Regions from separate parts of the Mus musculus genome. Here all the other regions are linked to region 1. The links are chromatin contacts, called in public Hi-C maps. All regions are on one chromosome and are shown on one strand. Each heading gives the region's core, a stretch centred on a gene start, on an enhancer-like site or on the middle of the called end of the contact. The rest is flanking DNA. Distances are from core to core; before and after follow the strand shown. Region 1 has its middle 13 kb from the start of Gm31075. Region 2 overlaps Tmem117 (transmembrane protein 117). Region 3 overlaps Tmem117 (transmembrane protein 117).

Evidence for each region. A called contact is a pair of places that touch in the nucleus more often than the background predicts.
Region 2: a contact with region 1 is called in a Hi-C map of cortical neurons, with 2.1 times the contacts expected there. The contact joins two enhancer-like sites. A contact is called at or near these places in 26 of 484 Hi-C or Micro-C datasets (cerebral cortex, cortical neurons, differentiating embryonic stem cells and 7 more) and 3 of 115 datasets of contacts at active chromatin or transcription factors (astrocytes, embryonic basal ganglia and neural progenitor cells).
Region 3: a contact with region 1 is called in a Hi-C map of cortical neurons, with 2.0 times the contacts expected there. The contact joins two enhancer-like sites. A contact is called at or near these places in 1 of 484 Hi-C or Micro-C datasets (cortical neurons) and 1 of 115 datasets of contacts at active chromatin or transcription factors (astrocytes).

What each region holds. Positions count from the first base shown.
Region 1 is chr15:95,215,755-95,218,699 of GRCm38.p6, reverse strand. No RefSeq gene overlaps it. Among named protein-coding and RNA genes, the nearest start is that of Gm31075, 13 kb to the right of the region's middle. Within about 2 kb of position 1,544, at least 18 of the 459 cell types and tissues checked have an H3K27ac peak or open chromatin away from gene starts, as enhancers often do. A contact at or near this core is called in cortical neurons, where this site is marked.
Region 2 is chr15:94,768,088-94,771,032 of GRCm38.p6, reverse strand. The region is part of intron 3 of Tmem117 (transmembrane protein 117); the gene reads right to left. Among named protein-coding and RNA genes, the nearest start is that of Gm25546, 88 kb to the right of the region's middle. Within about 2 kb of position 1,577, at least 9 of the 459 cell types and tissues checked have an H3K27ac peak or open chromatin away from gene starts, as enhancers often do. A contact at or near this core is called in cortical neurons, where this site is marked.
Region 3 is chr15:94,862,737-94,865,681 of GRCm38.p6, reverse strand. The region is part of intron 3 of Tmem117 (transmembrane protein 117); the gene reads right to left. Among named protein-coding and RNA genes, the nearest start is that of Gm31007, 31 kb to the left of the region's middle. Within about 2 kb of position 1,436, at least 6 of the 459 cell types and tissues checked have an H3K27ac peak or open chromatin away from gene starts, as enhancers often do. A contact at or near this core is called in cortical neurons, where this site is marked.

The sequences.
Region 1 (2,945 bases), core at 295-2,794:
CTGACTTTATACATCAGAATCCAAAGATGAGAATCATAGGCAGGCTGTTACCGTTGAGCAAGTTAACGCCGTATGGCTTTGTTCTCGTGAGTTGAACTGGTACGGGAATGAAGCACAGGTGCTGTCCAACACATTGTTCGCTGCACAGAGGTGTTTTTCAGGAATGAAAGCTATGATGTGGACAGGCAATAAACACTGTGAGCCACAGCAGGGACGGCGAAGTCACTCTCCGTTACCAAGTCATCATTGCTGTGGGAAAGCCAGTGTGAGCTGAGTGAGGGAAATGTTCATGTCTAAGAATGTTGGCCTGGGAAATATTTATTGCGTATGTACATTTAAGTATCTTTATATTTCCTGGGTTTGCCACAAGTGCCTCTGTCCAGCTTTCTGCTCATCTTTAATTTAAAATATCATCGGAATATAAGCTGTCTCTCTTTTTGTCTGCCATGCTGCTCTGGCAAACAGGAAATTTAGTGTCCAAGAGTATAGACATTAAGCTGAAGGTTTTATATACTCTCCATTACATGTAACTGAGATCTCTATTGAAATCTCCTGAAACAATTTATTTTGCTTGCTTTTATGAGATTAACAAGTGTGTGTGTGTGTGTGTGTGTGTGTGTGTGTGTACTCGCGTGTGCGCGCGAGCGTGCGCAAGCTGTACATCTATGGCTATATTCAATTAGTTACTTATACATGTCAAATAAGGCTGGAGTACCATATCCTAAGTCATTTTTAGTCTGCTTAGGACTTGTGATGGTTCGTATATGCTTGCCCCAGGGAGTGGCACCATTAGAAGGTGGAGTAGGTGTGGCCCTGTGGATCTGGCCTTTAAGACCCTCAGCCTAGCTGCCTGGAAGTCAGTCTTCCACTAGCAGCCTTCAGACGAAGATGTAGAACTCTCAGCTCTTCCTGCACCATGCCTGCCTGGATGCTGCCATGCTCCCATCTTGATGATAATGGAGTGAACCTCTGAACCTGTAAACCAGCCCCATTGAAATGTTGTCCTTATGAGAGTTGCCTTGGTCATGGTGTCTGTTCACAGTAGTAAAAACTAAGGCAAGACTATAAGCATATCGGTGTCTGGCAGGCCCCACTTTCCATAGGTCACAAGATGAGTGAAAACTCACAATACCAAGAAGGGCAAGAGAACACGAGTGCCTTTTCAGGGATGTTAATTCAGCAAATCCGTTCGCAGTGATCACCTCCCTAGAGACTTATAAATAGCAGGCCCCAGGGAGGTTATTATTTTATCTGCAGAGCCCTGAAAGCAATAATTAACTGTTCCTTAAGAGCACCCTCCCTTTAAACCAAGACCGTTAATGCCTTGTTTCTCACTCTGTGATAATTGGAGAAGATGCCGTGGCTGAGCTCTTCCTGCATTCTGGGAATCTGAGAACAAAGTGGCATGCATTGAAACTGCCGGCCCCTGGCTCTTTAGCAGGAAGCATTGCTAGCAGATTCTATCAGCACAGTTCCCTTTCCCTAAGGTTGAACACAGTGCAGACCATTCAGAGGCAGCTACTTCACGAGTAACATATGTTGAATTGTATCCCTTTCCTCTCATTTTTAATGACTAGCATACCACCCTGGTGCTCCGCTTCCCACACTGGCAGAGAGTCATGGTTTGATTTGGTTTTATGCCAGCAGCACCCCCTTTCATCTTTCCAACCATCTGGACACCTAGGCTGTACCCCAAGATGAGAAACTGATTGCCTTTCCTAAATGAACAGTGCCTCAACACTCGAGAGCGGCAGTCAATACTATAGATCGTTGGAGAACAGAAATTACTCACTTGAACAAAGTTTAGGTTACACATGCTGAATAAAAGATGAGCTTTGGCTCACTAAGCATTACCTCATTTAGCCAAGCTCCCTGTTACGGATGAGTTAAGAGCTCCTCAGAAGGGCAGCAGAACCCAGGCACGGCAGTGGTCCCAGAGTCGTTGATCTAGTGCGTAAGTTTAGAAGCAACTATTGTTTTCAGAGCAAGACTTTGGTTTGGTTTTTCCAAGTGCAGAACACCCATTCCACAACAGTAAACTCATCTCCAAGAGATTCGAGTTGGAGGAATGCTTGTAGGCAGCAGGAGGCTGCCCTGCCTCTGTGTACACTCTGCCGGCTGTGTAGCTGGTCCCCTCTGTGGTGGGGAGGGGACCTTGTTTCATCCCGACCTTTCGGTATTGGTATGCTGTTTTCCATCTTTGAATTCGGTGTTTTCCAAGAAGGAGCGGATACTTCTGCAGAGTAAACATCCTTAAGAACAGACCTGTTGGGGAGCAACTGGGCTAAGATGGCTCTGGAGAGTTTCAGACAGGAGAATCTGAATAGCCATTGCTTGATTTCCTTCTATCTGCCAAGGGGAGAGCAACTCCCCCAAACCCTAGTGTTTGTGTTGAGTTTCGTCATTGTTCATAGATGCTTTGCATGACATTCCGAAATTAGTCTTTGTTCCAAATGACAGATACCAAAATATGTGATTCTCATATGTAAAATGTTTTGTTTAAAGCATGCTGTCTTACCTAAATAGCACACTTGTAGTATTCAGTGCTTTGGTAAACAGTAAGAAATAAGAGTACAACTCTGTACAAATTAGAAACAATACTTTATTTTTAAATAATTTTATATCTCCATAATGAAACTATAAGAATAAATATGGAGAAGTATGAAAACAGCAAAATTTTAATTTATTTTCAAGATAAGGGATCTTGGTTTACATATATCCTATGATGATGTGTGACCCTATGGAGAAAAATGTAAACCCACATCCACTGAGTCTCTTTTAGTGACTTTATGGCAGATACGGGTCTGGGCACTGTGGGGAGGAGCCTTAGTGGCCCATCTTCCCTGCAGCAATATAGAAAAGAGGGTGCACCCAGATCCACCATGAGCCAGGGAGACTGAACCATGGCATTCACTTCCTCTCTGCTCATCCAACACATGCCCTCA
Region 2 (2,945 bases), core at 328-2,827, 450 kb after region 1:
CCTCTTTTATTAAACATTCCTTCTCATAATCTCGCCAAAACAAAAGCAACCAACCATATCTCTGCCATCTCCCTGGAGACAGTGACACACCTGCTCCCTGAAAACACAATCCTGTAACTAAAGAAAACACTAAAAATCAGGACATTTGACAAGAAGACTTGAGGAACAGTTGCCTTCCCAGAATCAACTAGGCTGCTTCCCTGACCCTGGTGGTTTTTATGGCATTGTATTTATTTACTTATTTTGTCTATGAGCGTGTGACACCACACGCGTGAAGAGGTCAGAGGATGACTGATAGGACTCACTTCTCTCCTTCTGCTATGTAGATCCTGGAGGTCAAACTCAAGTCTTAAGGCTTTGCAGGAGGTACCTTTGCCAGCTGAGCCACTCTGCGCTACTTACTACATGCTGCCCCACCCCTAAGCCCGCCAGCCCTGGGCTTTAGGCTGCTTATTTGAAATGCACTTCCCTGTCACATCTCTTGTTAACTCACATTTTTCTCTCCTACATAGTTTAAAATCCTCAGCTGAAATACAGGCTCGAGCAGTGAAGGTTCTGAAGTAACGATGATGTTAGCCTGGGGACACATTCCAAGGCAGGCAGACAGAGACTCTACAGCACCATGGGGACAGGCCAGCTCCCACAGGAATGGTCAGAGTGAAGGCTCCTGCTGGACAGTGGACAGTAATTATAAGAAACTGTGCTTGCCATCCTGGGGCAGGGGGATAAGGGACAACTCCATGGGCTGGGTTGAAATTTGGAAGAATCAAGAAATGGTAGAGTACAGCACAGAAGAAGTGGAGCAGCGGCCATCAGGAAGCCAATTTGTCAAGTGGGCCCTGGGGACAGAACTCATGAACCCTGTCCCTGCCAAAACCGGAAGTGAACCCCGTGGGGGGGGGGGGGTGTCTTCTGGGTATTTTGTTGTTGTTTATGTTTCTGAGAATGAATGATATACATGTATGGAGTCTAAAATCTCCATATCAGATCCACACGGGCTGTACAGCCATATTAGGAAGGTTATATGTGTTATCATTATTGTTAATTTCCCACTGCAAAAAAAAATGGAGTTCTACAATTATATTGGGGACTGTATAATGGCATATTGAGGACTTATGAACATATATACTATATATTTGTATATACTATATATATATATACTATATATACTATATATTTGCTACTTTCTGAGTTATAAAGTACTTTGCTTTCTGTGTTATGAAGTACTTTGCAAACAATTATTTGGGTCAGTACAGATGTCTTAGGTTTTTTATTGCGGTGTAGACACACCATGACCAGAGTAACTCTGGTAAAGAAAACATTTCACTGGGGCTGGCTTACAGTTTCAGAGGTTTAGTCCATTATCATCATGGTGGGAAACATAGCAAAGTCCAGGCAGACATGGTGCTGGAGGAGTGCTGGGAGTTCTACATCTTGGTCTGAAGGCAGCAGGAAGAGACTGGATCTCACAGGCAGCCAAGAGGAGACTGGATCCCATTGGCCAGACTTGAGCTTGTATCTAAGCCCTCCAAGCCCACCCACACAGTGACGCACTTCCTCCAAAAAGGCCACACCTCCTGATAGTGCCATTCCCTATGGACCAAGCATTCAAACACATGAATCTAGAGGGGCCATACGGTATAGGTAATTGACTAAATTCTGGCAGGTTCTTTCTCCAATACAGCGACAAGGACAAAAGTTTGTCCACAGTGCCCTCTAGTGGTTTACATTTTCAACACAAATAGACATCCTTTAAACAGCCCTTCCATGGTATTAGAATGAGGCGCACCTGTTTGAGAATCTCAAAACTGCAGGATTTGGGATCCTTAAACCTAGAATCTATTCATAAATGTCATTTTAGTCTATTAAACTGCCAACGTTAGTCTGTTAGTTCCTGGCATGAAAGTGATATGTTCTTGAGGAATCAATAAATGAATTACGAATATTAATATGTATGAGTCTCTCCTAATCCCAGTGTTCGTTTTTTAATCCATACCCCTGCCTTTGGACGATGCGCCTTCCACAGACAGATCTCATAGCTGTCCATAGAGAAACACAGCTGCCAAAGAGGAAACAACAACAACAACAACAAAATCCCATGATAACTTCACTATCTACATCTAAGATTTCAAATTCCTCATTTATAAATTATCATTATAGTCATCTTTTTTCTGAAATGAGCTGCCAATGCTCCCAGATGCCTGAAAACCAAGGAATCCTCTAGACCGAGGACCAAGGATGCTCTTCTTGGGCTTAGATGCAAGGTATCCTTACCAGAAGCTTAGTTAAGTCATGCTGCCGCCTCATAGCTATCGCAGCAACTTACAGAATCTAGGAAAATAAAGTAACAACAAGTAAAGGTTGTGAGGAAAGTCCAGTGGAAGAGAATGAAGAAAATGAGGGAAAAGAAAGGAACCCACATAGAAATACACACGAAGGAGGAATAATGAAAACCGGTAATAAATAAAACACAGACCCGACAGAGCCTGTGAAGCCAGCCTCAGAGGAAGGCAGGTGCTTGGTGCCTTTCAACCGTGAACCATTCGGAGACCTCCTCTTGCTGTCCAAAGCAGCAAGGATGGGAAGCTAAGTGGAAGCTCGTGGTTTCTAAGTTTCTGCCCCAAGTGCAGGAGCCTCCTCAACACCTGAGGATGCATTAGAACTCAGCAGGCTCAACACAGACAGTCCTCAAAAAACTTAAAACACAAATGCCCAGGGTCTAGCTACACCACCCCTGGGTAGATCCCAGAAGAGATCCATCAACACACACCAGAGATACCTGTGCATCCGTGTTTATCTTTGTACTGTCCGTAAGCACCACGATACGGAAACAAACATTCGATGAAAAGATAAAGAGAATAAGAAAAGTGATTATCTCATTACATGGAAATCGACTGAGAAGAAAATCATATTAAGTGAAGTAAGACACATTCAGAAAGATACGT
Region 3 (2,945 bases), core at 187-2,686, 350 kb after region 1:
AATGTTGTAGAGAAAAATTCTTTTTAACTTAGATTGAATGTGCTCGTACTGGGACATAGAGGAAGAACAGATTTCTGAATCCAGGCTCAGCCTTGGGATGGACAATCTGGGATACAGCCTGGTGAGGAGAACATGACAGAGAACAATAAAGGACAAGGTTGGAACCTTGGGATGCATGGAACGGGACATACTTCTTAGCATCTAGTCACAGAAAGGTGACCTTTAGGTGACTCTGAGGGCACCCATCATACTCAGATAGATGTATATATATATATATATATATATATATATATATATATATATATATATGTATGTATATATATATACATAAAATTGGTGTCTAGAGTAGAGATGAGATCAGGTACCATCAGCACGAGCCATACAAACTTTGACCCACTTCTTTGATTTCAAGGGGTAATATAGATCACCCTGGAGTATACTAACACTGGGGTCCAGCAAGGAGCTCTGGCTTGAGCAGTTTCCTGAGCAGTGAGAGCTATTGGAGGAGAAGATGAGGCTCCAGCACAGCCCTCAGGACTCTTGACAGGTAAGCTCATTAGACATGACTGTTAAAAAGAACCTGAGAACGGTCCAGAAAGATAAGACGTCTCCAAACATGCTCTGGCCATGTAAATGGCCAGGCTGATCAGGGGACTATAGTAGCAGCTGGGATCAGTGCACACTCTCACCAGTGGAAGCTCTTCAACCACTGTGGAGTTAGAGACACCCACAGACAATGCAGGACAGAGTCACCTATGAGGGCCCTATGAGGCAAAAGTCCACGCTACCTTTAGGGCCTAAATTTCAACAGTGAATAGCAATAGAAAGACACACAGGGAAGAGAAGAATAATTAAATGATACAGTACTTTTCTTTGGCTGTTACTTTAAAAAATGCAAACTCCAGGGCCTGAGCCAGGAGCAGGAAGGCATTATTCGAGTCAACTCAGTGGTGAAACATGAAAGCGATATTGAACTCTTTACTAGGGGGGTTGCGGGTAGAGATTCAAGCCATTAATTTGATAGGTTAAAAATATGTCAGTGCAAATCTACAATCTGATTTTGTGAAGCATCTATGCCACCCGCATAGGATGCCAGAGACTTCTGCACAATTGGCTTAACTTTGGCAGACATGTTATACCCCTGCAAAACTGACAGCATCAGATTTTTGCTAGCAATTAAAAAGTCTGCTAGGGATTTTTCTCCAGGCAGTGCAGGTACAAGAAGCTTAGACACATCCATCCCTGAAAGACTAGGCACTGTGGATGCCTCCCAGCCATCTGCAACTTCACATAAAAGCAGCTGCTTATCCCTGAAGGAGAGGACCACCCACTTACTCATTCTTGCAGCTATATTGATTGAATAGCATCTATATGCCATAGAGTGTGCTAGGTGATGGGAATACCAAGATGAATGAGACACAGTCATTACCATACAGCAAATGAAAAAGAGCTTGCAAACAAGCCCTAAGGAGAAGTGCTGCGTGAGAGGAGCTAGGCTAGGATGAAAGTCACCTGAATCTCCCAGGGGGAGGGGGAGGAGCAGAGAGCAGAGAAGGCCACAGAGAGGACAAAGAAGGGCTGGAAGGAGAAGGAAGCAGATGTCCAATGGCAAGAAGCACAGACAGGGGCTGTAGAATGAGGTGGGAAAGTGACAATGCCGTATGAATACCATCCATGTCGTGTCTTAAAAAGACATTCCATTTAGGGAACGGTCTCAATCAAGGTGCATCAGCAAATAAGCGGCAGCAGGTAATTGTAGATGGATGAAAAGATGAGGATGGTAGCATACAGATGGTAAAGAATAAATGATAAGTACATGGAAGACTGATGATAGAGGAATATAAGTGATAGATCATAGATGATAGATAATAAATACATACATACATACATACATACCTAGGTAGGTAGGTAGGTAGGTAGGTAGATAGATAGATACATACATACATACATACATACATACATACATACAAACATACAAACATACAAACATACATACAAACATACATACCCAGGTAGATAGATGATTGATTGATAGATAGATAGATAGATAGATAGATAGATAGATAGATAGACAAACAGATAGGTAACAGATAGATGGCTAGATAGGTAAATTCCTAGGTAAGTAGGTAGACAGGCAGACAGAAAGACAGAGAGACAGGTGACAGACTAACAGATTCTGAGTACATGCACAGTATATAAATAGACTTATTTCAAAGAACCTGTTTATAGAATTGTCGGGTTGGCAAACCCACATGTTCTGCAGAGCAGGTTAACAAGTTTGAAGAACCAGCCAGGAGCTGGTGTTGGAACATTCTGGAATGTTTCTTTTTCTGGGAAACCTTATTCCTAAGGTTTCATTCCTAAGATCCTCCAACTGACTGCATGAAGCCCACCTCATACTGAATGCAAGTTTCTTTACTGTTACTTAAAGCCACCTGACTGAAGACACCAACCACATCGATCAAACACTGTCAGACTGATTCCCACACTCAACACTGACCAACAGTGTGCTGAGCCCGACCAAGTTAACTTATAAAAAAGAAATCATTGAATTTTACCAACTTACATTATAAATATATATTTGTATTTTTATGCAAAACTATAATCGCCATAAACACCTTTAGAAATATTTTTGACTCATCATAATTTCAAATTGAGATTTTAAAGGGTTTTTTAAGCTATTGGTTTAATTTTGCATGCTTATGTAGCTATGTTCCAAACACACATGTGGAAGTCAGGGACAATCTATAGGAGTCAGTCATCTTGGTCTACCATGTCGGTTCCAGGGATTTGCTTAATGACAACACTCTTACTCTCTGAGCCATCTCACTGGTCCCTAATTTAAAAACTAGACACAAAAGTTCTATAATATCATCTCAGATTTCCCATCACACATACACACACACACACACTCATGTGAATACTCAGATATGCACACATGTGCA